4 separate regions of the Mus musculus genome follow, and regions 1, 3 and 4 are each linked to region 2. A link is a contact called in public HiCAR-type and promoter capture Hi-C data. All regions are on one chromosome and are shown on one strand. Each heading gives the region's core, a stretch centred on a gene start, on an enhancer-like site or on the middle of the called end of the contact. The rest is flanking DNA. Distances are from core to core; before and after follow the strand shown. Region 1 holds the start of Zcchc10 (zinc finger, CCHC domain containing 10). Region 2 holds the start of G3bp1 (GTPase activating protein (SH3 domain) binding protein 1). Region 3 holds the start of Aff4 (AF4/FMR2 family, member 4). Region 4 holds the start of Fam114a2 (family with sequence similarity 114, member A2).

The links. HiCAR-type assays count read pairs that join an accessible place to other places. Capture Hi-C pulls out chosen DNA fragments and counts their contacts.
Region 1: a contact with region 2 is called in a promoter capture Hi-C map of adipose tissue, with 4 times the contacts expected there. The contact joins the promoter of Zcchc10 here to the promoter of G3bp1 in region 2.
Region 3: a contact with region 2 is called in a promoter capture Hi-C map of adipose tissue, with 3 times the contacts expected there. The contact joins the promoter of Aff4 here to the promoter of G3bp1 in region 2. A contact is called at or near these places in 1 of 39 promoter capture datasets (pre-B cells), 3 of 115 datasets of contacts at active chromatin or transcription factors (large pre-B cells, neural progenitor cells and regulatory T cell precursor) and 2 of 9 other capture datasets (adipose tissue and liver).
Region 4: a HiCAR-type map of astrocytes shows a contact between it and region 2, with 8 times the contacts expected there. The contact joins the promoter of Fam114a2 here to the promoter of G3bp1 in region 2. A contact is called at or near these places in 1 of 484 Hi-C or Micro-C datasets (B cells), 16 of 115 datasets of contacts at active chromatin or transcription factors (astrocytes, cardiomyocytes, craniofacial prominence and 11 more) and 2 of 9 other capture datasets (adipose tissue and liver).

The regions. Positions count from the first base shown.
Region 1 is chr11:53,322,606-53,330,146 of GRCm38.p6, forward strand. Zcchc10 (zinc finger, CCHC domain containing 10) reads left to right here and starts at 2,084. Exons shown (of 4, transcript NM_026479.4): 1 at 2,084-2,136; 2 at 4,664-4,822. The coding sequence starts at 2,096.
Region 2 is chr11:55,466,536-55,473,467 of GRCm38.p6, forward strand. G3bp1 (GTPase activating protein (SH3 domain) binding protein 1) reads left to right here and starts at 3,217. Exons shown (of 12, transcript NM_013716.2): 1 at 3,217-3,266.
Region 3 is chr11:53,347,929-53,355,328 of GRCm38.p6, forward strand. Aff4 (AF4/FMR2 family, member 4) reads left to right here and starts at 2,839. Exons shown (of 21, transcript NM_033565.2): 1 at 2,839-3,201.
Region 4 is chr11:57,515,167-57,522,648 of GRCm38.p6, forward strand. It overlaps Fam114a2 (family with sequence similarity 114, member A2), which reads right to left and starts at 3,478. Exons shown (of 14, transcript NM_026342.3): 1 at 3,407-3,478. Mfap3 (microfibrillar-associated protein 3) reads left to right here and starts at 3,499. Exons shown (of 3, transcript NM_180599.1): 1 at 3,499-3,546.

The sequences.
Region 1 (7,541 bases), core at 834-3,333, 2.1 Mb before region 2:
TCAACTTGACTATATCTGGAATGAACTACAATCCAGAACTGGAAAGCTCACCTATGATCCTAATCTGGAGGCTGGGAGATACATGTTTCTGACTTGGCATGGAGATCTTGAGGCATAGTGGCTATGAATCCCAGAAGATTAAGTCAGGGAGATCTCTGAGTTCAAGGTCATCTGGGACAAAGCAAGTCCCAGATCCAGGCATGATGGCACACACCTTTAATTTGGGCTACACCTTCTGCTGGAGACTATATAAGAACACTGGAAGAAGGAAGATTCTATCTTCTTCACCTTCTTGCCTCGTGGGGCTGAACTACTGCTAGATCCTTGGACCAATGTTGGGGAGTTGAAGTACAGACTGTAAGTCATCAAATTCTCTTACCCATGAGTTCTGTGACTCTAGAGAACCTAATACACACATACTGGGTAAAAACTCTACCACAGAGCTACATCTCAAGGCCCCAAACTTTCACTCAGGAAATTCATCTGAAGGGGGGAAGGTTGGAAGACGGGCAGATAAGAGGGGATGGGGAGATGAGCAGGCCTGGGATGCATGACGTGAAATCCACAAAGAATCAATTAGAAGTTTTAAAAAGATTTTATCTGGGAAAACAAATGCCTGAACGCAATAAGTCAGGTATGGGCTGGAGGAGGACTAATGAAGAGTGATTTGGTTTTGTAGATATAAAAAAAAATTTTTTCAAGACAGGGTTTCTCTGTGTCGCCTTGGCTGTCCTGGAACTCACTCTGGAGACCAGGCTGGCCTCATATTTGCTATATAGCCCAGGTTGGCCTTAACCTCCTTGTCCTCCTTTCTCTACATCCTGAATCCTGATTTTAGAAACTTGTGTCATAACTTGGGAATTAGACTAGCCTGAGCTAAGTTTCTGGCCAGCCTGAAAAATTAAAGATGTTATCTTTAACAATTAAAAAAAAAAAAAAAAAAAAAGAGGGGCCTGGAGAGATGGCTCAGAGGTTAAGAGCACTGACTACTCTTCCAGAGGTCCTGAGTTCAATCCCAAGCAAACACATGGTGTTTCTGTCTGGTCCTGTCTCCCTCTCCACTCCCCTTACCCCTCCTCCTCTCTTAAGACTCAACCAAACTGAGTAGAATTCAGAGATCTGCATGCCTGTGTCTCCTGAGTGCTGGGATTAAAGGAATGTGCCACCACACCTGGAACTAAATTTCTTTACCTGAAACTTTCTCTGTACCATGCTGGCCTGGAACTCATGTCTGTACTCCCATCACTTATGATTGATTCCTTTCCAGAGCAGCCATGTTGCTGGATTAAAATTCCTCTACACAGCCGGGCAGTGGTGGCGCATGCCTTTAATCCCAGCACTTGGGAGGCAGAGGCAGGCAGATTTACAAGTTCGAGGCCAGCCTGGTCTACAGAGTGAGTTCCGGGACAGCCAGGGCAACACAGAGAAACCCTGTCTCAAAAAAAGACCAAAAAATCCTCTACGCAGATCTTTGAAAGAAAAATCAAAAACAAAAAAAAAAAAACCAAAACAAAACAAAAAACCAACCAAACAACAACAAAATCAGAATGATCCAGTCATCATGACGACACCTGTAATTTCTTGGGGTTTTTGGTGTTTTGTTTTTTGAGACAGTTTGTGTGTGCAGCCTTGGTTTTCCTGAAACTCCCTGTGTAGATGAGGCTGGCCGTGAATCCCATCAAGTGTTGGAATTAAAGATGTGGGCCATTACTTCCTGGCCTTTTTGGTTTTGTTTGGTTTGGTTTTGAGCTAGGGCCATAAGTTTTCCCAGGTTGGCCTCAAAAACATAGCAATCCTCTTGCCTCAGCCTCCAAAATCCTGGATTACAGGATTTTTTTTTTTTAGGATTTTTTGAATACTACAAAATTCCACTGCATATGTATTACAGACCCCTGGTTTGAGATCACCCTTCAAGACCCTATTCATACTGAACACACAAGCCCACATTAGAAAAGACAAACCAGCTAGTGGCCACCATTAGCCTCTTCTGAATTGAGCCCGTCTGGCCCCGCCCAGGACCGCAGAGGTTTCTAAGGACCCGCCCACCGGTGCTAGTTTCCCAAAAACCCGTGCGGCAGACTCCAGCCGCTCCAAGATGGCGACTCCCATGCATCGGCTCATAGCTCGAAGGAAAGCGTAAGTGAGATGCTTGTGGGGTGTGCAGGAGGGCTGGGGGCGTGCAGACGCCTGTCCGCTAGCTAGTGAGCGGGCGCAGGCTGCTGAACTGAGCGGGATTTGAAGAGAGTTCGAAATGAATCCAAGAATTGGTCGTTGGGTGGTCTGTGTTCCTCTGTCCGGTCCACATGTCAAGGGTAGCCTGGATGCTTGATCCCACATCTTCCCTCTCAAGATCCCAAACTTTTCCCTCTTCAGCGTACCTGCCTCCTTCCTATCGCCCTTTCTAGAAACAAGCCTGTCTGCAATGCCTATTAATTCCCCATCGACCGTTTCACTTTCTGCAGCTCTCACTGTAAATAATTATTTTAGTACAATCACTCACAGACAGTTTCTCTGAAGAAAAATGTATTCAAGCTACGCAGCTTAACAGTTTTATTGTGGAACCTGTTGATACTCTAAACAAGTACAGCTAGTGGTTTAAATAGCTTTGTAGGAGCCGGATGGTGATGGTACATCCAAGCATTCAGGAGGCAGAGGTAAGCAGATTTCAGAATTCGGGGCCAGCCTGGTCTACAGAGTGAGTTCCAGGACAGCCAAGGCTACACAGAGAAACCCTGTCTCTCTAAAAACAAAACAAAGTTAAGCTTTAAAGGGGATAAGAGGCTGTGGTGAGGAAAGGCAAAAGGCCCAGTTCAAGTCAGTTCTAGAAATTCATCTGTGAGGGGTGACATTTGAAAACAGACTAAAAGCCATAGAAAGGACTGAGTCAGCAGAGGATTTGGGGAAAGATAGGAAATGGTATATTTGCTATGAGTCTGTTAGAATTTGGGGGTGGGTTGGGCAGATTTAGAGACAGGATTTGTCTGTGTAGCCCTGGCTGTCCTGGAACTCACTCTGTAGACCAGGCTGACCTCGAACTCAAGATATCTGACTGCCTTCAGTATGCTGGGATTAAAAGCTTGTGCCACCATGCCCAGTTTGAATCTCAGTAACTATCAGTCCTGGTGGCAGATGCCTTTAATCCAAGCACTGGAGAAGCAAAATCAGGTGGAGTAGCACTGAGTCAAAGCCAGCCTGATCTAAAGAGCAAACTGCAGGCCAGCCTCAGCTGTGTAGGGAGACCCTGTCTCCGAAAAGAAAAAAAACCAACCAACTCAATAACTACCCATTCAGTGGTGTAAGCGATGTAAGGGGCGGAGACCAGTTACTTGAACATGAATTTGAGTCCAGCCTGGGCAACATAATAAGACTTCATCTTAAAACCCTCCAGTAATGTCATACCCACTCTGCATGGCTGTGTGACATGCATGTCATGTTGTATTTCTCAGACCTATCAAAAGTCATAATACGAACCTGAAAGGAAACAGTTTATACATCTAATACCTGCATTGCTTCGCACTTTGCTTTTGACCTAAGCTGTGGTTTATGAGTTTAAAACCCGAGTGTTGGGCCTGACGTTGGTGGATTGTGCTTTTGATCTAAGCACTCAGGAGGCAGAAGCAAGTGGGTCTGTGAGTTCAAGGCTAGGCCAAGCTGGGTATGGTGGCTCACACTTTTAATCCTAGTATTGTGTGGCAAGTGTCTTTAACCCACTGAGCTGTCTCACCACCACCATTTTTTATTAGTAAGTTAAAAAGAATGATAGCCAGGCACAGTGGCACATGCCAGCACTTGGGAGGCAGAGGTAGATCTATGAGTTTGAGGCCAGTATGGTCTATAGATGGAGTTCCAGGGAAAAAAATCAAAAGCAGAATCAACCAACCAAATGAACAAGCTTTTTCATTTATGTGTGAATAGGAGTAGAGGTCAGAGGACAAGTCGTTGGGGGTCAGATCTTTGGGCTTACAGCAAACACCTTATCCACCCACCCTTTTCCCAGCCTTAAAAGTGTTTTAATGGGTTAGGGGGTCTGGCTCAGTAGTAGAGCATTTGTGAAGGAGGCTCTGAGTTTGATATCTAGCATTACAACAAATAAGGACCTTCATTATCCTTTGTCTTCTGAGCTAAAAATGTTGGTCCGAATACATGATTATTGGAATGGAAAAACTTAAAAAAATTTTTTTTAAAGATTTATTTCTTTATTATATGTAAGTACATTGTAGCTGTCTTCAGACACTCCAGAAGAGGGAGTCAGATCTCGTTACGGATGGTTGTGAGCCACCATGTGGTTGCTGGGATTTGAACTCTGGACCTTCGGAAGAGCAGTCAGGTGCTCTAACCCACTGAGCCATCTCACCAGCCCAAAATTTTTGTTTTTATTATTTTGCTTTGTTGAGACAGGGTCTCTTGCTCTGTAGCTCAGGCTAACTTTAAACTCAGAGCCATCCTCCCACATTGGCCTGCAAAGTGAAAGACTATAAGCATGAAATACCGGACTGGGCTTAGAAGAGCAAGACTCAGTTCCTGTTGCGCCCCAGGTTGCACGCTTTGAACACCGTTTGTGTGCTTGCTAGAGTCAACATCACGTGATACTTTAATGCTCTTCCAGGTCAGAAAGTGTCCCAAGACAAAACTTAAGGCTTGTATTCTGTTATTTTCTTTGTAGTGAAGCCAATAAGCAACATGTAAGATGTCAGAAATGCTTGGAATTTGGACATTGGACTTATGAATGCAAAGGGAAAAGAAAGTACCTACACAGACCTTCGAGAACGGCAGAGCTGAAGAAAGCTTTAAAAGAAAAAGAAAATAGATTATTGCTGCAAAGGTAGGTTTACATGTAATATCCAGGGGAACTTATAAAAATATTTACAGAATCAGCTGACCTCAAGTTTGCTGTCTTCCTGTCTCAGTCTCCTGAGTGCTGGGATTACAGGTGTGTACCGCCGCATCCAGCTTACAATGCTATCGGCTGGTTTTTAATGAGTGGCCACTCTGTGTCCAGGCCCTATGTGTCCTCTTTATAAGTCTTAGCATATTTAAACCTCAAACCTCTACTAATAAGGTAGCTATTATTAACCTCTTTGTATGCTCACATATATGTACCTATATGTATGTGAGCATGTACACACACACAAATTTTAAAAAATAATAGATCACTGAATTAATGCATGCTTTTTCCAAAAAGGAATCTGTAAGAACTTGTTTCTTGGTTTTCTTTTTTTGACTTCCTCCCCTACACCTTATAAATTCAAAATCTGGAGAGGCCCTTAGTCCCACCCAAAGGTCCTGTTGAGAACGGTGAGAGATGATGTCCCGTAGGCACTGGTCCCACTCTCACAAGACAGGGAAATCCTCACATGGCCAGTGAGCCGGGCTAGCATTTATGGAGTAGGAGTGTCAGGTATCAGGGTCATCCTTGGCTATATAGTAAGTCAAAACAAGCCCAGACTATAGAAGACTCTGTCTCCAAAGTTGACAAATAGGGCCAGGTATGGTGGTCCGATCTTTAATAGCACTTGGAAGGCAGAGGCAGGTGGGTCTCTTAATTTGAGGTCAGCCAGTGTTCTATAGTGACATCCTATCTTCAAAAACACCCCTTTCTCAAATTGACAAAAAAGACATTATAAAATTAAAAAATCTTTTGGATAGTAAAATCACTAAATGAGTGAGAAACAAAACAAACCAGCCTACCAATTGGGCTAGGATCTCTGCCTGCTAAGAACTGATATTTACAGTGTGCAAAGAACTAAAATCACTATACATGGAAATATTTTAAAACTTGGACTAAGAAATTTAATAGTTACAAAAACTACAAATGGCTGCGGAATATTTTTTTAAAGGTGTCCAACATCCTTAGCCACAGGGGAAAAGCAAGTTAGAACTAGGTTTATCTTCCGTCTCACCCAGTACAGAGTGGCCACCCGTCAGGAAGACAAAAGGGCAAGGACTGTGGTAAAGAGCAGCTTTACTCATTATTGATGGGAGTGTAAATTGGCACTGTGGCTGCTGTGGACATCAGTGTGGGCTGTAGAAGTAAAAAACAAAACAGAGCAAACCCTAAGTAGTCTCCATGTGACCCAGTTAGAGTATTCTGGGCATGTACCCAAATGGCCCTAATCCTACCACAGAGAAGCTTTAACTGCCATCTTTATTGCTGCTCCATAGCAAGCAAATAGAATCACCAGTGGGGAAAGGGGGGGGGGGCTTTAAGAGAGAGAGAAACAGGGCAGGTATGGAGCTCATGAGACTTGAAAGTCGAAAGGGCCATACGGGGATGGGAGTGTAAAAGGAAGATAAGAAGCAGAGCAGCAGGTAGAAAGACAGAGAACAAGCATTCTCACCTTAGGCTAAGAATGCAGCTAAGTGGTCAGGGCCCTGTTTAGCCTGCATGAGCCCTCCAGTACCACACATGTTCTCCCCCGTCCTCCTCTGTATGTGTGTGTGTGTGTGTGTGTGTGAGTGTGTGTGAGTACATTGTGTGGCTTTGATAAATTCTGTATCAAAACTTCATCTCTTTGAACAAATCATGTTTCTCAAGAATGAATGTAAAAATTAAAATTAGAAACTGAGTTAATACTAAACTTTGCCAGATTCTAACGATAAATATCTACTCAGCCAGTATGGTAGCTCACACCTTTAATCTCAGCATGCAGGAGGCAGAAGCAGGTAGGTTTCTATGATTTCAAGGTCTAACTGGTCTACATAACTAAACGTTACCCGGAGCTGTGTGGTCAGACCCTGTCTGGAATTAACTCATTATTCAGTTCTGCCAGGGCTGGAGTCTGGACACTGAGGATGGTCTAATGTTTGACCCTACCACTGAAAGCTTTTCCGTAATGTGGTCTCACAAAACAAGGCAGTGCCTGCCCCCAGCTAACAGAATCACCTTCTGTTATACCTCAGAAAGTGGAAATGGACACAGCTCCGCAAGCTTTGAAGGAGAATTCTCTGAGGAGATTGGTTAGAGTGAAGCCCGTGCTGGCTCTGTCTGTGGCAGGATCGAGCCTACTCTCCTCATCAGGGAGCAGAGACTCATTTGGGAAACCTTTGAGGTACAAGCACAGGGTAGAAGTCGGGCTGAGATGTAGCTCAGTTTGCAGAGTGCTTGCCTAGCATGCACAAGGTTCTGAGATCCATCCGTGACGCTGTGTAAGGGAAGCGGAGGGGTCAAGCGTTCAGCAGCATCTTCAGGCCTAGCCTAGGCTACGTGAGACCTTGTCTCAAAGAAGACAAAGAAGAACTTTCACTACTTAGAGTTGATCTGAAAAAGAAAAAAGTGAAATTGTATGAGGTATAGAGTGCTTGCCCTGCATGTACCAGCCCTGGACTTGAACCTGCACCGAGTATTGTAGTGATAGGAGCATTCTGTAGCCTGAAAGCTGGGCTGTGTGCGCTGATGGCGGAAACGCTGCTCACGCTCCCCTGCTCTCTGTGGGCTCAGGGAACAGCAGTCTTGCAGTGTTGAGTTTCCATGTCTTTGTTTTAAAACAATAACTAAAATTTTGGAAGCTGTGCAGAAATTAAATTGTTCTTTGTAAAAGTGT
Region 2 (6,932 bases), core at 1,967-4,466:
AGGACTGCCCCCGCCTCCACCCCCAGCCCTAACTCCAACCCCACGATTGGAAGACCTCAGGGCCTGTGTGCGATCATTGGCTTTACAAAAACTTTTTCCCTCTCATTGAGAGGCTTCTTTTTGCAGTAGACGGTGGTGAACACAGAGACTCATGATTTGATCAGCACGCTAGAATAAGAGACTGTGGAGTTCTCAGCCCTAAATGGGATGCCAGTATTACCTTTTATGGCTCTTTGTGGAATGGGGGCAGAGACAGTGGGACGATTCAGGACACAACAGGGCATCTGCCCATATGAACCTACAGTGACAGTGACAGCATGCACCTGGGAGAAGTCTAGCCAGAGGATGCTCAGCAGTTTTACCCTTAGCTGAGGAGCTACTGGCAACTGGTTACTAGGAGAGAGAAGGTCAGGTTTCCTCAGGTGGAGGGCACCAGATAGGCCCCCATTGCTCCAGTAGATTGTCCTACGTCCATGCACATAGTGGCAGTACTATATGAACCCAGTGGGAACCCCATGGAATTAGGGGGAGAAGGAATAGGGTGGCCTTGAATGAAACACTTCACATGCATGTATACGATTCTCAAACAACAAAAAAAGATATGTATCTTTACAGATTTTCCCCCCCTTATAAATATATCTTTAGGGCTGGTGAGATGGCTCAGTGGGTAAGAGCACCCGACTGCTCTTCCGAAGGTCAGGAGTTCAAATCCCAGCAACCACATGGTGGCTTACAACCATCCGTAACGAGATCTGACTGGAGTGTCTGAGGACAGCTACAGTGTACTTACATATAATAAATAAATAATAAAAAAAAATCTTTAAAATAGTGTTTTAAAAGCTAGTTTTGGCGGTGCACTGCTTTAATTCCAGCTGAGGCAGAATGGGGAGGGTGTTTATGAGTTCCAGGCTGTGATTATGTTATTACTTAAACAAACAATATGGAGAGAGAGAGAGAGAGAGAGAGAGAGAGAGAGAGAGAGAGAGCCAGCGAGCAAAGCCAGCGGGGAACACTGGTATTGTATTGAAAAGAATTCTTGTGAAAATCTGCCAAAGCTCTCTGAATAAGGTATTACAATTTTTTTCCCCTGCAAAACCCAATACGAATCTCAAATCTCCTGGTTTATTAACAAAAACAAAAAAACAAAACAAAACAAAAAAGCCTTCCAGATGGGTGTGGGGTCTCATCCCTTTAATTCCAGCATTCGGGAGGCAGAGGCAGGGGATCTCAGAGTTAGAGGACATCTGGTTTGCACAGAGAAGTTCCAGGATAGCCAGGGCTGTTTTTAAAAACAAACAAACAAGCCGGGCGTGGTGGTGCACGTCTTTAATCCCTGCACTCGGGAGGCAGAGGCAGGCAGATTTCTGAGTTTGAGGCCAGCCTGGTCTACAAAGTGAGTTCTAGGACATCCAGGGCTATACAGAGAAACCCTGTCTCGAAAAAACAAACAAACAAACCCAACCAACAAAGCCTCTACAGCTCCAAATTAAAGCCCACATTCCTTGGTTGGGCTAGCAATCCTACCAAGCGTTCCTAGAAGGAGGTTCCCACTGGAGGCTCAATGCTAGCTGCCTGTTGATAGGCTCTGACCCAGTGCTGGAGCACTGCACTGTCTCTTGGTTCCTGGCTTCCGGATTCCAGGTTCTGCCTGGCTGCCTTTTCCTTCCAGCCTGGGCTGGGCGAGCCCTTTCCCTTTGCACGTGGGAACTGTGCACGTGTTCCTTTTGGAAACTCGCTGTAACACTTTAACACCTGTATTTTCGGTATTTAAGAGGTTAGGGCAGGAGGATGGCGAGTTCGAGATCAGCCTAGGGTATGGTAAATCCAGCTCAGCATAGGCTACAAGGGGAGACCTTGCCTCGAAAAGCCCTGAAACAAAACAAATTAATGCGAGTTTAGCTTGCTTTCAGGATTTCATGTCACTCAGAATGGCCTTGGACTCGTGTAGCTCAGGATGGCCTGGAATTCTCCCTGCCTCCAGGGAACACAGACTAGTCTAGTTTGTGTTTAGCATTTGGATCACAGCTCTTAATATAAAATGCTCATGGTGGCCAGAAGGCTCACAAAACCCCCCCGAGTTGGGGTCAGCAGCAGACTGAGGTACTACTATTTGGACCCTGGAGCCTTTATGGGGGAACCTTAGGCGTGTCTGCCTAGGAGTTGGGTAAAGTTCCCATTTCAGTTTGAAAAGCATGTGACAATGGCTGGTGGTGACGCATCCTATAACTTTCGCCAGCCAGAGGGTGATCAAAGATGGGATGTTGTCTCTGCAATCACAAGATTGGAAAACCTGAAAACGTCCAGGAGCCACCCGGGCACGCCAGCTTGGAAGCCACCCGGGAACAAGAGCATTCCCAAACGCCAGGGAGGCTGCCTCGCGGTATGCTCTGGGGTGCCGACCAAGCCAGTTTCGCTGTCCTCGGTCGCCACTGCATTCGTGCTGAGTAATGCTAAGGGTCAGCAGCTCCTGCTCTTCCGAAATGCATGCAAAAAAAGTTTTGATGCGAAGAGAAAAAAACCAAACCAAAAAAACAAAACCCGGGAAACTGTTACTTAGATCCCGGGTACCAGAGTCGCCTGGGAAGGCGGGAGACCGGTCCTCGAGGACAGGATTCAACCTAAGAGGAAGAGAAAGGAAAGGGAACGGAAGACGCAGCTAGTCCATCCTCTTAACCGCTCCAGAGGGCACGGCGGCCCTGGGGCTGCCTTTGGAGAGGGCCATCCCTCCCTGTCAATCAGCTCCATTCGGTGTTGCGATTGGCTGGGGGCTTCCTTGCTCCCCGCCCGCGCCTACCTCCTAGTTGCATGGGGTTTACTTCCCCAAAGTACACGGGCCCCACCTTGTGGATCAACCGCTCCTGCCTGGACAGTGGGTTTCCGCCCAGAAAAAGAAATGTAAGCCAATGAGAACGGGTGCATGCAACTATTGGCTTGTCTGAGTGTCGCTCTCAGTGCATCCCGCCCTCATTTTTATAGACCATCTGAGTATTGGCGAGGTTTCGTGTCCATCTGGGCTCTAGCTCCTTCAGTTATAGGCAGATGCGGCAGCCACTCAGGAGCTCGGCCTCTAGACAAAGACGCTGTCCAATCATAGCCAAGGGGCGCGGTGGCGAGGCGGCCATTGGTCCCTGCATGCGACCGGGAGCAGCAGGTTCGGCTGAGCGCGGCTATATAGCGGGCGGCGGGCACGCGTGCCGCGGCATCGCGCGAGGGACGCCGCCACCTCCTCCCACGTAGCAGCCCTGTCCTCCCGCTCAGCCGCGCAGGTACTTGGGCCCGCGGGTGGGGCTGATCGGATGCGGGCCGGGCATGAGCCGAGCTGCGGCCGCGAGCGGGGCGCCCCGGGAGACCGCGCGGCGCGTCCCCACCCCCACCAACGGCCGGCGCGGCCTCCTGCCTGCGCTTTAGGGCCCGCGCGTGGTCCACCGCACCAACGGCGGGCGTCACGCGTCTGGCCGGCCCTGCGTGCTCCACGCGCATTCTCTGGCGCGCGCCGGCTCTTCCGGATGGTATAGCTGGGCCTGGACCCTAAGGAAGCCTTCGGATATGGGGATGGGGGTTGGGGGAGCCCAAGCTGAGAGCGTGATCGCGCCTCCCAGGGTTGCAGAACGGAGGCGCGCGACCCCGGGTTCAAGGGCTCAGTGGTGCAGAGACAGCCACGCCAAGACGTGATCTCTCCAATCCCCCCACTGTTTCCCCCTGCACTATGCCGAGAGTTCCCTTTTTTCCCGCCCTTCCCGGTCACCTGGGTGCAATCAGGTAGGTCCAGTCAACAGGAGAACGAGGTGGAATCAAGGCCCTCTGTAGGGAAAGGACAGGCATCTGTGCAGGCTACGTGGCTGTGGGACACCATCGGCCACTGAGCTCTTGAATCTGAGGTGCAAACCCCAGTATAAGAAGTCCCGTGGTGGCATCTGCGAGCCAGTGGGGGACTCCAGAGAAGAGATTAGGAGTGGGGTTTTGAATGACAAAGGAAGACTTAGCTTTCTTCGCACTTACATAGATAGATAGATGCGCCTCCAAGTTAGCTTCTGGGAAAAATAGAGAAAAATACAGTGAGTGTAATGTAATCGAGTGTGCCTCTCAGCAGGTCCGAAACGCACCTCGAGGTAACGGGAAATTCCCGCCAACAGGAAGTCAAACTCTGACATTAGATCTTGACTCTTCAAGACCCCTTTTTAACTTAGAATGTTTTAGTTGTGAATCAGAACAAACTTAGATTAAAAAAACCTTTGTTTGAGAAGGTCGTAAGTCCAAGGAAACAAAGTGTTTAAATTCTTACAAGAGTTGAAGTTAAAGTTTGAAATTGGATAGGACCGGCCCGGGCTTCAGTGCAGAGGTGGAGCACTTGGCATGGAATACAGGAAGCCCCGGGTTCAGTCACCAGAGCCACAAAAATAAGTCACATCTGAAATTGCTGGGGAGAGGATGGTGTCCAGTGTCCAGTTATTGTGCAGTGGGTCACAGTCACCGATTGGGTTTGTTGGCAAGCACAGCCATTAGGTCTCCTGCCGAACCATCGATGATCAACTGCCTTTTTTAAAAATTCTTACTGTGGAGCCCTTCCTGGCCTGGAATTCAAGAGGATCTCAGAATCTTCTCGGTGCCAAGAGTTAAGGTGCCTCCACTAAGCCCAACCGAGTAATTTATTTTAGTACTTACTTGGTTTGACTTCTACGGGTTGCAAAGCTATTTTCAAGGATCTGTGGTCAGCCTATCTTTCTATGCTGAGGATTGCCTTTAACCCCTGGCTAGAAAGCACGTTAAATGGCAGATGTTTCACATCGAAGACTACAACAGAAGTTTCAGGACTAGTTCTTGAGGGGCACATCCTTGCAAAAAGTTAAAGACCACTGACATTTAACAAAGTGGCAACGAAGAACCAAACGCTGTGGGGATGCATGCTGAATTTAACTGCCTTGCTTCTGAATATAACATTGTTTCCTTGGAACGGGTTCTACTTAACCTGCACGGAGGGGTAGGCGAATGTTAGTAATTCATCACCTTTTAAAATAAGGCAGTGACCTGCTTTCTAACTTGGGAAGTTTGAGTCCAGGTAGTGTTACTGAGGTCAGATATATCAAGGGGAAATGATCGAATTGAAGGGGATGGCTATTAATCTCATCCCCACACATTCAAAAGACTCTTGGCCTCAGGCAGGTGCTTAGTAGGATAGGGATAGATAGAAACTGACTCCTTAGCTCAGTGTCAGAAAGCAGTGAATTGAAGCAGTGACTGACCGCCTTGGCTGCTCCCTTCCGAGCAGGTCAGAGGTTACTGCTGGTGGAGGTGTCTTTTGAGCTAAGGTTCTAACAGGTACTACACTGCGCAGTTTCTTTTTCTTTTCTTTTCTTTTTTCTTTTTTTTTTTTTTTTTGTCTCGAGACAGGGTTTCTCTGTATAGTCCTGGCTGTCCTGGAACTCACTTTGTAGACCAGGCTGGTCTTGAACTCAGAAATCCGCCTGCCTCTGCCTCCCAAGTGCTGGGATTACAGGCGTGCGCCACCACATCTGGCTAGTTTCTTTTCTTTTAATTCACATTCTGGTTTTTAGTTATCAGCTGTCAGTATAGTGCCTGAGCATTAGATTTTTAGAAATGTCTGTTCTTGACCCTGCTTGAAAGCAGGTTGGCTTTTTTTTTTTTTCAAAATTGTCATCTTTTATATACTAGATTTTCCTGTATTTTTTTAAAAAGATTTTATTATTATATCTAAGTTCACTGTAGCTGTCTTCAGACACCCCTGAAGAGGGCATCAGATCTCATGGATGGTTGTGAGCTACCATGTGGTTGCTGGGATTTGAACTCAGGACCTTCAGAAGAGCAGTCAGTGCTCTTAACCACTGAGCCATCTCTCTAGCCCTTCCCTGTATTTCTGTTGTTGGTTTGTTTGTTTTGTTTTTTTGAGACAGGGTTTCTCTGTGTAGCCCTGGTTGTCCTGGAACTCACTCTGTAGACCAGGCTGGCCTCGCACTCAGAAATCCGCCTGCCTCTGCCTCCCAAGTGCTGGGATTAAAGGTGTGTGACACCACGCCCGGCTTCCCTGTATTTCTGAACTCGATGGAAAGCACAAGGCATAGGTTAGCTTTAAGTTTTTTGTTTTGTTTTGTTTTCGGTTTTTCGAGACAGGGTTTCTCTGTATAGCCCTGACTGTCTTGGAACTCACTTTGTAGACCAGGCTGGCCTTGAACTCAGAAATCCGCCTGTCTCTGCCTCCCGAGTGCTGGGATTAAAGGTGTGTACCACCAAACCCAGCTTTTTTGTTTTTGTTTTCGGGCTTTAGGTTTTTTAAATAAGGTTTACACTTGCATATGGTTTTTCTTTTTTTTCCCCACTTGGAGATAGGTCTTTCTGTGTAGCCCTGGTTGTCCTGGAACTCACTCTGTAGACCAGGCTAGCCTTGAACTCAGAAATCCTCCCATCTCTGCCTCCCAAGTGCTGGGATTAAAGGCGTGCACCACCACTGCCCGGCTAGCATATGGTTTTTTAATGAATTAGTCCAAGGTAACAGGTTTAATAGAAAACTGAATTTGTAACCCAAACCAAGTTTAAGTTCTAGTGCTGAAGTAGAGTTGTGTGCTGTAGAGTTTATATTACATTGCTGACCTAGAGAGGGGTAATTGTCAAGTAGGCAGATCAAGCTAGGTGTGGCGGTGCACTTTTTTTAACTCCAGGACTCCGAGGCAGAGACAGGGAGAGCTCTTGAGTTCCAGGCACCAGCCTTGTCTATATAGTGAGTTCCAGGCCAGCCAGAGCTACACAGTAAGACCCTGTCTTGAGAGAAAGAAATAATGTCCCCTTTCCCCTGTAGTTGTCACAGTTAGTGGGGAACCTTTGCCCAAGCTCGGGAGAACCTTCGTCCAACCTCAGGAGTTAAATTTAGAGTCAGCAGCTGTCACCCCACTTGGAGCTGGTAACTACTGGCTGTTAGCTAG
Region 3 (7,400 bases), core at 1,589-4,088, 2.1 Mb before region 2:
AAAACTACACATGACTATACGCGACTATTTCAAACAAACAAAAACCGTTTTTAATGAATCACTAACTTGACTGAACTGATATCTTGAAAACCTCTTTTCTGGGGGAGGAGGTTAAGGTGTCTCTAGTGTCCTAAATTGGCTTTGAACTTACTCTGCACCTGAAGATGACCTTAAACTCCTGACCCTTTGCTTCCACATCTGAGTGCTAAGATTATAGGCATGCAATGTCACACTTGTTTTTGCCACGTTGGGATGGAATACATGACTTTGATAAAAGGCAAGCACTCTTCTCCCAGCTTTCCCACTATGCCTCCTCCCAGACTCCACAAGCCTATGGTAATTTAGAGGAGCCATTACAAGCCCTGCATACTGAACATGGAGCTGCAAGAGTGGACATTAGCCCTGCTGCAATGTGGTTTTGCTTTGGTCTGATCTTTTCTGGCTGTTTTCCTGTTCCCCACTTCTGGAATGTGAATGCTTTCTCCACACCATTGTTTAATGGAAGAACATAACTTGTTTTTCATTTTACAGGAGCATCTAGGAAGACTGACCCAAGTCTCAGATCTTTGAACAAAGTTAGAACTGTTAAGTCAAGCAAAAGGGTGCATATCTGTAATCCCAGCACAGGAATGCAAAGGCAGGAGAACCAGAAATTCAAGTCTGCTATGTAGTGAGTTCTAGGCTCTCCTGAGGCTGTCTCCCAAGTGTTGGGACTAAAGGAGGGTACCATCACACCATGCTGTGTTAATTTTTATTGTTAACTTGATTAGATTAAGAAATAAATGCCTGGGGCATTTTTTGAGGTATTTTGGGTGTGTCTCTGCCTTGTGTTTCCAGAGATGATTAACTGAGGAACAAGAACCATCCTGAATGTAGCCGGCACCATCTCATGGGCTTGGGTACCAGAGTGAATAAAACGAGGAAAATGAGACAGTAGCTGAGTCCCAGCTTTTATCTCTCTCCCTCCTGATCTGCCCAGATGTGAACAACTGCATTAGGCTCTAGCTACCATATCGTCCCTGGCCAACACAGAAGATTGTACTGTCTCAAATAGCAAGCCAGTCATCCCTCATCAAGTTGCTTCATCACAGCAACAAGAAAAGTAACTATGGGAAGGCAGTGGTCGTGCACGTCTTTAATCCCAGCACTAGGGAGGCAGAGGCAGGCAGATCTCCAAATTGGAGGCCAGCCAGATGAACACAGAACTCTGCCTCCCCAAAGTAATAACTAGCCCTTTCCCATGCCTCCCCCCCCCTTTTTTTTTAGTTTGAAACAGGACTTTGTTAAATTACTTAAGTTGGCTTCAAACTTGCTATACAGTTTAGGAATATTTGCTGAATTTGCAATCCTCCTTCCCCAAGCTGCAGAGTAGCTGAGATTACATCCATGTGTCTCCATCCTCAGTTTGGGCCCCTGTTGTAGCATTCAAGTGGCTGTCTATATGTGAGTGTGATGTGTGAATGTACCTGTTAAGGAAAGATATATATGTGTGCTACAGGGATAGAATTTAGGTCACCAAGATTGTGGGCAAGTGCCTTTAAGCCACTGAACTATCTCACCACCACCAGTATTTTTCATAAGGAAGTAGAAAAGATGGCCAGGCACACTGATACACTTCTTTAATCCCAGCACTTAGGAAGCAGAGGTAGAGGCAGGCAGATCTCTGAGCACCAAGCCTGCCTGTTTTACAAAGTGAGATCCAGGGCAACCAGGGCTACACAGAGGAAACCCTATGTAAAACTTAAGATTTATTTAGTGTTTTTCTTTTTGAGACAGGCTCTCACTATATATCCTTGACCTGCCCAGTGTTGGATATGTATATCAGCCTCACAGAAATCTTCCTCCCTCTGCCTCCAGAGTGGTGGGATTAAAGGTGTGCGCCAGACCATACCTCGATAGTGGTTTTGAGACATGGCTTAGAACTCGTGTGTAGTTGAGTGGATTTCCAAACTGTGAAATTACAAACTACAAATAACGAGTGAAGTGTTTCAAGATGTTAGAGGTGGAGAATCTGCATGAGGTACCATCAAATAAAGAAAGCAGATAAGAGACATGGGACACCAATGACAGGATTGTATGTTTTTCAGATGTAGAGGAAGAGGACACTTTTCTTGCGCTACTATTACTGGATTCTAGGAAACCTTAAAACTTTGTCTAATTACTGATTCCAATTAAATTATGGCTTGTCTGGACTAGCAGGATGTTAAGAGCGATGGTGTTTGTGTGTGTGTGTGTGTGTCGCCGTGTGTTGTTTTGACAGGGTTTTCTTAGTAGCTCAGATTGGCCTTGAATCCACTAAGTAGCCCACAGAGGCTGATATTTATTTATTTACTTATTTATTTATTTATTTATTTATTTTTTTAAGACGATGCAGGGCCGGCTTATCCTCCCACAGTAAGTCACACGCAGCAGTGGACGACGTCGCTGCGGACCTCCACGTCATCCTTCCCTCTCTACTCCTGCGGTGCGCTGCGGGACACGGGCGGCAGGGCCTGGGCCTTCACCTGCACCCCAAAACCGGTCGGCCGGGCTGCGCCCCGCCCCGCGGCGCCTCCCTAGCGGGCTGCGCAGGAGGGCGTGTGCCCCGGGCCGGGTTCTGTCCCCGGGTCTGACGCTGGTGCGGCCCCGCGGAACCTGCTGCGACCCGCGCTTCGCATCCCCGCTCCCCAGCCCCGGGCCCAGGCGCCCCCGCACGTCAGCCCGCGCGTCAGCCCCGCCGACGCCGCCTCCAGAGCAGCAGCAGGGCCGCAGCCCCCGCGCTGCCTGCGGGAGGGGCGCGGCCTGGTCACGTGACGCTCGCAGCAGCCCGGCCCTGGTCACATGGGCCGCGGCCACTGCGTCAGTCCCAGTCCCGGCTGCGGGAGTCGAGTCGTCGCCGCCGCCGCCGCCACCGCCGCCCCCAGCGGACGGGGCGGGGATCTTGGTGCCAGGGCCCCGTCAGCCCGCCCCCGCCTCAGTCACCCGTCCGGGGCTCGGCCGGGCCGTCATGGAGCGGGGCGGAACCCTGGCGTCCGCGGTGTGAGGTGCGCCGCCTCGGCTCCCCGTGGCCTCCGGATCGGCCGCTGCCCCTCGCCCCAGGCAGCCGGTCGCCGCCTCCTGGGCGGGCCCGAATGCGCGTCCGGTGAAGGTGCAGGCCGGGCGCCGCCGCCGCCGCAGCCGCGGTCGGGAAATGGTTCGGGCCTAGCGGAGCGGGGACTGGAGGTGAGAAGCCGCCTGACTGCCTGCCTGACTGACTGACTGACGTCTGAGGCGCGGCCGCGCCGCGGGGAAGGCGAGGCTCCGGCCGCTGACGCTGGCGGAGACCCGCGGGGCGGGGGGCCCCTGGATCCGGCTTCGCCCTACGTTTTCTCGTCCCACTTTCTCTCCGAAATCAATTTCAAACAAGAAAAATCATTTTTTTTTTCTTTAAAGGCCAAGCCGTTCCCATCCGACATTCCAGACGCCCATCATCTGGCCGTTTCTTCTTTTTTTCCTCCCCCCCCCCCCCCGTTGTCCCTTCCTCCATTCCTCCCTTTGATTCGGTCGGCGGATTTATCCTTTGAAAAATTTTTCCTTCGTCTGACTCAAGTCATTCCTAGTTAAAGAGAAAATAGGCCCAGATTCTGGCTATCATTTCTCAACTAGTTCTCGCCTTCCTTCTCGCGATCCTGCGCACCTCCCCCCACCCCCACTCTCCCACCTCCCCTCCACCGAAAGAAAAAAAAAAGGGGGGGAGGCTGGGGGGGTGTTAATTTCCGTCCTTGATGGTCGATGGGGTTTGAGTGGAAAAATGGGAACCTGGGTTGGAATAGGAGAAACCCTCCTTCCCGCTCGGAACCGGCCTGGTACCTGGCGATCGCCATGGCCGGGCTTTGGGTATTGATGTTTAGGCCTCCCCAGCTGCCTGTGCGCAGGGTTAATCTCGTAATTGACGTCAGTGCTTTGTTCCTTCCACTTTGCTGTTGCTTCCCACTCTCTGAGAACGGATCATGGGGTACAGGAGCCCAGGGTGTTTGTGGGGTCTCCTTATTAGGCTTTTCATTCACAGATGACACCTTTATGGGGAGTCGAGAGCCCTGATCTGAAAATGGTTGTGAGTGAAGTTCGAACCAAGAGTTCGATTCAGGGTTCTCCGAGTTTCGTCAGTTGCAAGTCAGAATTCTGGTTTTTCTTCCCCGCTGAGGTTTTAAACTGAAGCTAGCCTCCTTTCCAGTGCCGGAATCTAAGCCCTAGGTGCCCGTGAATAGGCTGTTTGTGTGACATTTAAAATGTGTGCTTTTTGTGGAGCCGAGGTGGTGGTGGGGGGAGGTTCAAAGCTTAAAGCTTTGTTTCCATGTTGATTCTCCGAAGCTTTATAAACTCTTTTGTTTGGATGGTCCTTTTAACTTATCAGTATTGAAATGTTTATGAGATTCTTTTTAATTCGAGATTTGATGAGAAGCTGATGTGGACCAAGAGGAAGCCTAGACTCTGTCGTCTTTGGTCACATATGCGTAAAGAAGTGTTGGCAAGTGGCCACTTGGTTTTTAACAAAGCTGGCTTCTTCAACTTCTTCAGGTTTATGTTCCTTATTGTCACTAACTTTCGCAGCCCTCAGTCTCCAAACAAAAAGTCTCAAAAAGTTGTTTTTTAAAAAGTTATTTTCAAAAAGTTGCCTTTCATGATGAACTTCCTGAAAACCTAGACGCAGTCTGTTTTCTTTTCTTTTTAAATGAATACCAGCAGTTGTCATTCAGTTTGTGGCTATCTGCAGGCTGATTTTTGTTGGCTCTGTAGGAACAGTAGGCACATTTTAAGTAAAATTTTGCTTCAGGTGGAGACAAGGTAGGGAGTCTTGAGAATAGCCAAAAGCCAAATCTCTACTGTTTGGTTGGGGTGGGGTGGGCTTAGAGGTGTGTGATTTGGATCAAGCTGCACAGTTTGGGGGTGTAAGGTGACATACAGTGCTTGGTGAAGTTGTGTGATTAATTCCTATAAAGAGAATGTTTTTATTTTAGTTAATGTTCTGTATGTCATAGTTTTACATTCAGATTCATGTGGTCTCTTCTGTCTTCAGGTTACTGCATCCCTTTTGGAACAATGATTCCACTTGCATGTTGTGATTTTCTTAAAGATCTACTGTAGTGTCTTCAGAGTGAGTTTATTCTAACTCTCTATCCTCTCCAGTATTTATGTAGTTAGATTGAATTTGATAGCATTTTGAGGTTGGAATAGTTTATCTATCCGATCTAAGAGTTTACAGGTAACCTAAAGTTAGATGAACAAGTAAGTGATCAGTATCTGAAAGGAGGGAAATGGGGATTAGCTTCAGAAAGTGCTATGGAAGATGAAGACTGCTAAAAGCTATGGCTCTACTTATTTATTTATTTATTAATCTATTTATTTTTGAGGTAGTAAGGTAGAAGTCATGGTTTTATGTGTACCTGAAAAGAACAAAGAAAACAGGTGTTTAACAGGTATTTCTTCTTCTTGACTACTTATTGGCCTAAAATGGAGTTCAAAATGTATGGAAACTTCCCCCTTTTTTGTAGTGCCTTTCATAAAAATCAAAGGTTTTTGTTTTGTTTGTTTGTTTTTTTTTTTTTTTAAAGATATGTTTTTTTTTTTTAAGATTTATTTATTTATTATATGTAAGTACACTGTAGCTGTCTTCAGACACTCCAGAAGAGGGCGTCAGATCTTGTTACAGATGGCTGTGAGCCACCATGTGGTTGCTGGGATTTGAACTCTGGACCTTCGGAAGAACAGTCGGGTGCTCTTACCCACTGAGCCATCTCACCAGCCCGTTTTGTTTGTTTTTGAGACAGGATCTCATTTTGTATCCACAACTGGATTGAAACTTGCTGTATGTAGACCAGGTTGGCATTGAACTCATAGAGATCCACCTGTCTCTACCTTTCAAGTGCTGAGATTAAAGGTTTGTACTACTATACCCAGCTTTTAATTTGGCCTCCCAAATTACAAGCATGTCTAGATTCCACAAACATTCTAGATAAAAATCTTTGCTACATGTTATAAATAAGATTTTGCAGCTTTCTGTAGTCCTCATATTTTTACTTTTTTTAGTTCCTCTGAAAAATTGAAACAATGAATTCATTTCTGGGAGAGTGTTTGCTAGTTGTTACTGTGAATACATTGTAGTTAAAGGTTCAAATCTGAGTAGATACACTTCTTTGTTACTTTGTTACTCTTATTAGCCATCTTGTTACATTTGGAGTGACACTATCTAGTACATGGGATAACAATAATAAATATCCTTTTTTTTTTTTTTTTTTTCCCCCTTTTTTGGTTTTTTGAGACAGGGTTTCTCTATGTAGCCCTGGCTGTCCTGGAACTCCTCTGTAGACCAGGCTGGCCTTGAAAATATCCCTCTAATTAACTCTTGCCTTACCACCTGATCCATTTAGCTTGATGTTCATTTTCACTGGCAGTTTTTATTTTGTTTGTTTTGTTTGATACAAGTCTTCTGTGTCATTTTGGCTTCAAACTTTCAGCTCTCTTCCTGTCTCAGCCTCTTTCTTGAGTTCTAGGACTATAGACATGACCACACCTTGAGAATTTTAGTGATACTGACACACAGAGAGAAGGAGAGCCAAGTCAATTTAGTTCTGGTTCAATTTAGTTTTATTTAGATGTTGGAATTAGCTTTTAATCTTATTTTTAAATTAAAAAAAATTTTTTAGACAGGGTTTATATAGCCCAGTCTGTCCTCAAACTGAATGTGTAGCTGGTGCTGGCCTTGAATTTCTCTCTCTCTCTCTCAATATATATATATATGAATATATATATGTATGTATGCATGTATTTTTTTTTGCCTTTTCTCCCCTCTGAGTATCACAAAAATATATTTAGCAAAAAGTTTCATATGAAAATGTCCATGAGCCAGTTCTACACCACAGCCTGATGGGCCCTTTGGGGAGTTTCTTGGGGCCCTTTTGGACTCCTCTGCTAAACAGCCATTGTTTAGACACTTAGACACAAGGTGTCTGACATGATGTTGCTGTCTCCTTGTATGGCCACCATTTTGATGTTATCCTGTTGTCTACTAATTGTCATCTCCACACACTCACTCACAAGATTCATGGAAGGGCCCAGTAGTATTTCTTGAGCATGTCTGCCAGCATTAGCTTCAATGATAACTTCTTGTCTATAAATTTCTTCAGTTTGGGAGGGTGGCCCTTGTTTTTGGTAACTCATGGTTTAGCAAGATGTGGAAGGACTGATTGGACTGACCTTGAATTTCTGGTCCTCTTGCATCCATCTCTTAAATGGTGGGATTACTGTGAACCACCATGGTTTAAGATTCGTAGATTTTTTTTCTTTTTACATTTTTGTTGTTTTGTTTTGTTTTTGTTTTATTTAGACAGGGCTGTCCTAGAACTCATGGAGATCTGCCTACCTCTCTAGTGCTGGGATTAAAG
Region 4 (7,482 bases), core at 2,228-4,727, 2.0 Mb after region 2:
ATACATACATATATACATCACAATATATTTGCCCATTCAAGGTAATCTGCAGTTTCCAACACGAGGCTGTCATACAATTAAAACAAAGTTCACGTACAGGTATTTATGTGAACATAAGCTTTTCTCTGGAATAAATAATGAAGACTACATTAATAATATGGGTCATAGTAAATCCATGCTTATTTTTAGATATAACTGTCATCTTTTCCAGAGTAGTACAAATAACCAAAACTTTCTGCATTCTGATGAGGTTTCCCCGCTACTTTGAGCCATTTTTGTAAGTGATGTGGTGGTAGCGCACTGTGGCTTCTGTTTCATTTCCTCAAGACTAAAGACACTTGACATCTTTTCAAGTGCTTATTTGCCATCTGAATATTTTCTTCTAAGAAACATCTAGTTGCCCATCTTTTTTTCATTGTCTTACTTCGTCTTTTGAGACAGGATTTCCCTCTTTGCTGACTACCTTATGGCAATCCTCCTGCCTCAGGCTTCCAAGTGCTGGAATTACAGACATGAGTCACCACGCCTATCTTTTTATTATTTTCATGGGGTCATGTAATGAAAAGTTTTCATTTTGATGAAACCAGTTTATCAATCTTTTCTTTCACTAGACTATCCTTCAAAAAACTCTATCATTAAACATCCATTCTGACTTTAATTGTTCCAGACATTGTCTAAACTATGTCAGATCAGCTTTCAATTTTTTAATATTCTTTACAAATATTCCTAATACTGTTTTGATAGTTAGGTCAAATGTAACCAAAGCCTAATTGAATTCCACTTTTTATTTCATTTACTCTGCCGTGTGTAGATCAAATCCAGGACCTCATTCATGATAAGCAAGAGCTCTACCACCTAAATACATCCACTGGTCCCTCAGGTCAGCTGTGGAATAGCAATGTTATCCAATGCAATCCCTTCCAAGAATACAGCTCTTCGGCAATTAAAGCCAACGTGTCACTGGTACTCCCACTAAGAGAAATGCTAGTTTCCAGAATAACCAATTACCACCAATGAACATACACACACATACAACATACACACCAGGTATGCTGACAAACATTTTATTCAGGCATGCACTAAGAGCAAGATAAATCCAATGCTTCTAATGCACTAAAAAAATTAACAAAAAAGGCAGATGGGTTATAGCACAATAATTGAAGAACATACAAAAAATACTTAGTGGCGTTTTGCCTTCAATCCCAGCACTTAGGACGGAGGCAAAGGCAGACCTCTGAGATTTCAAGGCCAGCCTGGTCTACAAAGTAGGTCTTAGGACAGAGATAGCTACATAGTGAGGCACTGTCTCAAAACACACACACACACACACACACCAAAACTTAAAGAATAGAGAAGACAGTCTAAGCATCAGAGAATGATTCATAAAGTGTACCTAGAGCAGTGATCACAAACTGGAAGTCTGTTAGCTAACTACAACTTACAGGGGTTTTTAATTAGTCCACACTGTTTAAACCTTTTTTTTAATTAGTTGCTAACATTTAAAGTCTCATCTTCCATAGAAACAAAATGACATTTCTAGGTCCCCTTGTAAAAGATAATGCAACAGGGACACTTAAGTAGGTAAGACCTATCTGGTGCCAAATGGCTGCTGAATCCTTTCGCATTTGAACAGCATTCTCTCATACTCTAGTATCTCCAAATTTATAGTATTCTTTTATAGTAATCCAATTAGACCATGCATGCATCTGTGTTTGTAATGTCTACCTTAAATATGCTTAAGATTTTAACGAATGAAAATGCCAATGAGATAAAGAAAAGTTCAGGCTTATGACAGTCAATCTCAGTTGCCAAACTGATATGCCTAGAACCACCAGAGAGTCCTCTGGGCACATCTGTGGAGACTGTCCTGCTGAGGTTAACAGACTCGGGAAGACCCATCTACTGTGGGTGGCACAATGACAAAGGCTGGGATCCTGGAAGGTGTCAAAAGGAGAAGCCAGCTGATGGCAAGCATTCCCTGCTCTCGGCTTCTAGACTGTGGGTGCAAAGTGACCAGTTTCCTACGTGACCTTCCTGCCACTGGACAAGCGAACTGTGACTCAGAATAAGATCGCCTTCCTTGTTTCTGTCTGGGTATCTTATCACAGCAACAGGAAGGTAAACAAACAAAGGGTATGGAGACAGCACAGAAGAAAGGTCAGGGAGCCATGATATAATCCCCTAGAGTCATGTCTCTATTAGGGAAGAAGCAAGGGTGACAGGCTAGAAAGGTAGACCAAGAATATGCTGCCTAGTGTTCTCCCTCCTCTCCTCTTCTTTTTCTGCTGCCATCTTGTCTCTCCCTCCCAATAAAACCTCTTCCACGTGAAAAAAAAAAAAAAAAAAGGTGTTGCCTAGACTCTATGGGTACACGATATGCATATATTAAACTGTCCCAAAAACTCATAGAAAAAAAAAATTCCATACACAAGTACCAATTGCCATGCAAACTAACTCAGAAAAATAGAAAAATAACTCGTTTAACTTATTCATGGCAAGAACCTTTTGCATATGGACCCAGTTCTGGAGACAGAGAAGATATGTAAGGCAATTTCTGCCCCTGTCAGTCCAAAGGCTGATCTAACAAAAAGACACCGACATGCTTGCCCAAAGTTCAGAAGGTGTTCTTGCAGCTGTATAGACACTGTTTTAGAGCTACCTTTTTCTTCTTTCTCCGAGTTACAACATATAATATATAGTCTCTCGATTTGCTCTATGTAAGCAAATAGAACGCACATATTGCATACGTTCATTTAAATTTTATGAAACTAGAACATTCCGATTAGTAAACTCCAGCTGTCCCTATTATTTCACTTGCACAATAGAGATTTTAATAAGCATCGAGGACGTGCCAAGAGTTTAGGCTGAGTCAGGAGACAAGATTCGTGAGTGGTGATGTCCCTCTCCACCGTTCCTATAAGTAAGATTAAACACATACCAGACATACGGAATTGTACTATTTAATGTTTTCCGGGTATGGTTTTTCCTGATTGGAGGAGAACAATCCAGGTGACTGGAGAAGTCAAACAAGGCGCCTCACAGTCGAGACACAAATATGCCCAGAGCACACGCGTGACCATCGCCTTTACCCGGAGGCGGCGTGGCTGGCGTGGCTGACTAGCTGGAAGCCGAGCCTGGGGTCAGCGCTGCCGCCGGTCCGTGCGACAGGGAGCCCCAGCTGCAGGCTGCGGCGACTCCCCAGCTAACGTGGCGGGTCTCTCGTCTCCGCACGTCCGCACGCAGGTCCCACCCCCAGGCCTCAGGTAAACAAGCTCTCCAGCCCTTCGGCCGGCAAGCCCACCAAACATGGCTGGAAGCGTTGCAGCCCCTCAACCCGTGACCCCGAGACCCCCCAGCCTTCGCCGCCCTCACCCGGAAGCCCCACAACCCCGACACCGCCCCTCACCGCGGCCACCGCCGCTCGCTCGCCGATCCGACCCGACCGTCGCGGAAGTACTCCTGACCTCAGCGCGGAGGCGGGGTCGCCGTCGAGGAGTACTTCCGGGTCAAGCATCCTCTAGGGCGGAAGGCGCTGACTGCAGAGAGGTGAGTGAATCCGCTGCTCCGGTGGCTTCCTGAGAGGTAAAGGATGCTTGAAGCTGGACACGGGGGATGCCAGGATGTCCGCCCTCCGTGAAGGCTGGGTGTGGGTGTCGGGGTTCCGCCATGAGGTATTTCCAGAATACTCGAGGGCCAGCGACGATCCGGGACACAAACTGGGAATTCAGGGCGGGCCCTGCTCTCAGCTCACTGCAAAGGTGGTGAGGAAGGGAGACCACCACCATCAAAACAACGGAATCTGAGGGGGTAGTTAAGTGCTTTCGTCCAAGTTTAAATGCGGTGATGGAACGGAACTGAGTGAGGAAGTGAGAAGGGGGAAGCCTGCCTGTAGGGAGGAGGAGTAGAGGTTTTGAATAAATAGTAAAGGGAGACGGGGGGGGGGGGGGGGGGCGGAGAACTTGGGCACTGGGTCTTTGTGAGGTCGGTGACCAGGCGTTTGACTTAAAATTTGGAACTCGATGGGAAGTAATTGATAGTTTCTAAGCAGGAGAGTGATATGCTTTTGATTTGTAATTTTAGATGTGCAGTGCATCGCTTCATTTGTCCCTGGGCAGTTTATCCAAGAAGACATTAAGCAAAATTGTGTTAAAATATGGGGTGGGGGGGGCACCTGAAACCCTAAAGACTTGCTTTCGAGTGTCTCGCTGTTGTGTTGTGTTGGTGTATAGCTAAGTGGGAGTGCGTTTGCCTGTCATGTGCAAGACCCTGGGTTTGATCCTGAGCACAAAAAAAAAAAAAAAAAAAAAAAAAAAAAAAAAGGAACAGATTCCCCTCCTCTGTTCAATCCCTTACATCAGTGTTCAGATGTAACTGCCACTTCCTAAAACCCTTCAAATGTTTGACTTTACTTTCAATAGTAATTCTTTACATTTCCGTATGCTGATATTCTCTACGACCTTACTAAATGCCTGTTCCTTTGAAGATTTGCAAGTTCAAGGCTAGCCTTGGCTACATTGTGAACTCTAGGCCAGCCAGAGCTAAGTAACCACATCCTGTCACAAACAAAAACGTCTGGTCCAACAAATAAACCAGAAAAAAGATTTCTTCTGGTTTTCTTTTGTAAAGGAAAAATGTATAGGAATGTATCTTGGGCCACTAGTAACTGTCTTGTCTTTTACATGTTGCCATTAGTATTATAGTGACAATTCTGAAAAATTTTGGTCTTAGAGTCCATTGCACTTAAACTTACCAAGAATTTTGAAGAGTTTTGTTTAAATAGATTACTACTGCCAGTACATTCCATTTAAGAAATCAAAACTACTCTCAAAAAAAGAAGTAGCTTTAAAATGGTAAGTCACTAAATGATAACTGACATTTCTATAAAGATTATTTTCCAGGTGAAGTACTGGCACAGGTCTGTGATCCCAGCATTTAGCAGATGGAGGTACAGGCAGGAGGGGAGCTCAAGTTTACCTTGGAGTGCAAATTCGAGGCCAGCCTGGACTACATGAGACCTTTCTCAGAAACACAGTTTCTCTAATTTCTCATGGGAAGCTGTTACTGGGGAAAGGAAATGATAAGCAAAAGGAACAACTAGAACCAGAATGTGAGGTTGAAGACAGTTTAGAGACAGTAGAGAGTAAGACACACGTAACTGAAGCTTTGTGTGGGGACTGGAAACATTGTATGATTCTAGGCAAAGAAGGGGATGATAATGGAATCAGCATCCAGATATGGAAACTAAGCGGCCTCGAGCACATCAGAGCAAGTGATAAAGGTGCAACTTAAGACCATACCAAATTACAAACTATTTCAGGCAGTTTGTGCACGTGTGCACTGTTCCTACATATTGAACTCCCAGAGTGTTACAACTGCTATCTGAAGTTTTAAGCTTATCTCCTAAATAGTGAGAAGTCTCCTAATAGATTTTGTTTTTCTTTGAAAGACAGTATTTGGATATATCACAAGCGGTTAGATTGGATTTAAATAAGTGTGGTACCCAGATGGGGTAAAAGGACTGTGATCTAGGCAGATACAGTAGGACCTAACTGGAAAGTATCTTAAAAAGTGTAATAATGACAATAGCATGTATTTGTAATGTACCTACATCCATGCATGCTTCCAGACATTCCAGGATTGTTACCGTTACTAACCCCATTCAGTAGATGTGAAAACAAAGGCTTTTCCAGACTGGGCTTCACTCAGAACAAGGACCAGGTACGTGTAACTCCAGAGCCCATTCTTCTGACCACTAAATTATATAATCCTATAATTTTGGCGTTACAAAACTGGAAGGCTTCAGTGGATTCCCTCTAAGCTGTGTATGGGGTTACCGTGATGGGCTTTATCTACTGAGTTAAAGATACAGTGGCAACTTCCTTAATTTCAGACTACAGAGGAAAGAAAATGAGGTGGGAAGGTCCTGAATCTAAGCCCGTTTCTCAGACATCCTGCCACCCGCTTCCAGTCACTGCTGTGCCAAAAAAGGATACAAGTCAGATACTGGCATTTAGACAAAGCTCTAAAAAGGATGGTTTCTTAGGAGTTTATTTCTGGGAAGAGGCACCATAACCAAAGCATAAAGGACAACATTTAATTGGCTCTGGCTTAGTTTCAGAAATTCAGTCCATTATGGCGGGAAGCGTGGCAGCATACAGGCAGACATGGTGCTGGAGGAGCTAAGAGTTCTACAGCTAAACAGGAGACTGGAATTCCACACTGGGTGGGGCTTGAGCATAGGAGACCTCAAAGCCCACCCCTCCAGTGACACACTTCCTCCAACAAGGCCACACCTCCCAATAGATCCATTCCCTATAGGCCAACTACTCAAACACATGAATCTGTGGGAGCCAAACCTGTTCAAACTACCATTGATGGATACAGAAAATGTTTTTTGTTGTGCCAGAAAATATGTTGACATTTGAGCTGAAATCGTCCATATGTCTGGGGGTAGCGTGATAGGCTTCGGGAAATGACTGGAAATATAAACTAGAAACTTCTAAGTAAATGGCCTTCAAAATGATGACCTCTGTTTGAATAATAGTAACTTTAAATAAGTGCATTTAGTGTGTGTGTATGGGAACAGGCAGCATGTGTGCCATGGTGCGTGTGTGGAGATCAGAGGACAGGCGTGGTATTGGAATTGCCAAATTTAAAAGGGGGTCACACTTCTAACATTCATGAATCCCCATTTTTTGAATACTCCCCTTTTACCTTTATGTGGATCCCACGATGGAACTCGGGTCTCCAGGCTTGTTCAGCAGTGCCTTTACCCCTTGGACCATCTCTTTGGACCTAGAACTAACTTTGCAATATCACAGATCCCCATGGCAACACTAGCGGCAAGCCGCACAACTTGTGTTTGCTCTTTGCAGTGGATGGTGGGGACACGCAAGCTGTTCTCCATTTGCTTTCTTCCTTGCCACCTTGGAATGCCACTTTGTCAACTGTGTGGCAGTTTGTATGGGAACCTCCAGTTTGCAAGTGTGACTAAAGGCAGAGCAGAGCCGAGGCACTGTAAATGCAACAAGGAGCAGTTAATGCTGGGAATAAGACATTAGTATCCTGCTGTAATTGGAGTGAAAAACATTGCCATCTGCGCGCCAGTGTCCTCCCCCTTGACTTTAACCAGAATGATTTCTGCAAACGGCAGTTTCCACAGCCAACTAAATGCTGTGCCATGGGAACGGAAGGCAGCCATATTGCTTCCTTATTTGCTTCTGTTGAGAATTGGAGCCGAATGGAAATATTTCTTCACTCAAAGTTGGCAGGAACAGCAGCCAAGCAGTCTGCTAGGGATGGCGGCAAAGGCTCTTCTCTTCCTGACTTTTAAAATAATAGTATTCAGGATGGTTTTCTGGGGTAAAATCATCTACTTTTCTGCTTATTCATGATCCTAACAAGTCAGCTGCTACACTGACAATAACAGGCATGTTATTGGAAGTGCCAAATTTAAAAGTGGGTCACACCCCTAACATTCAT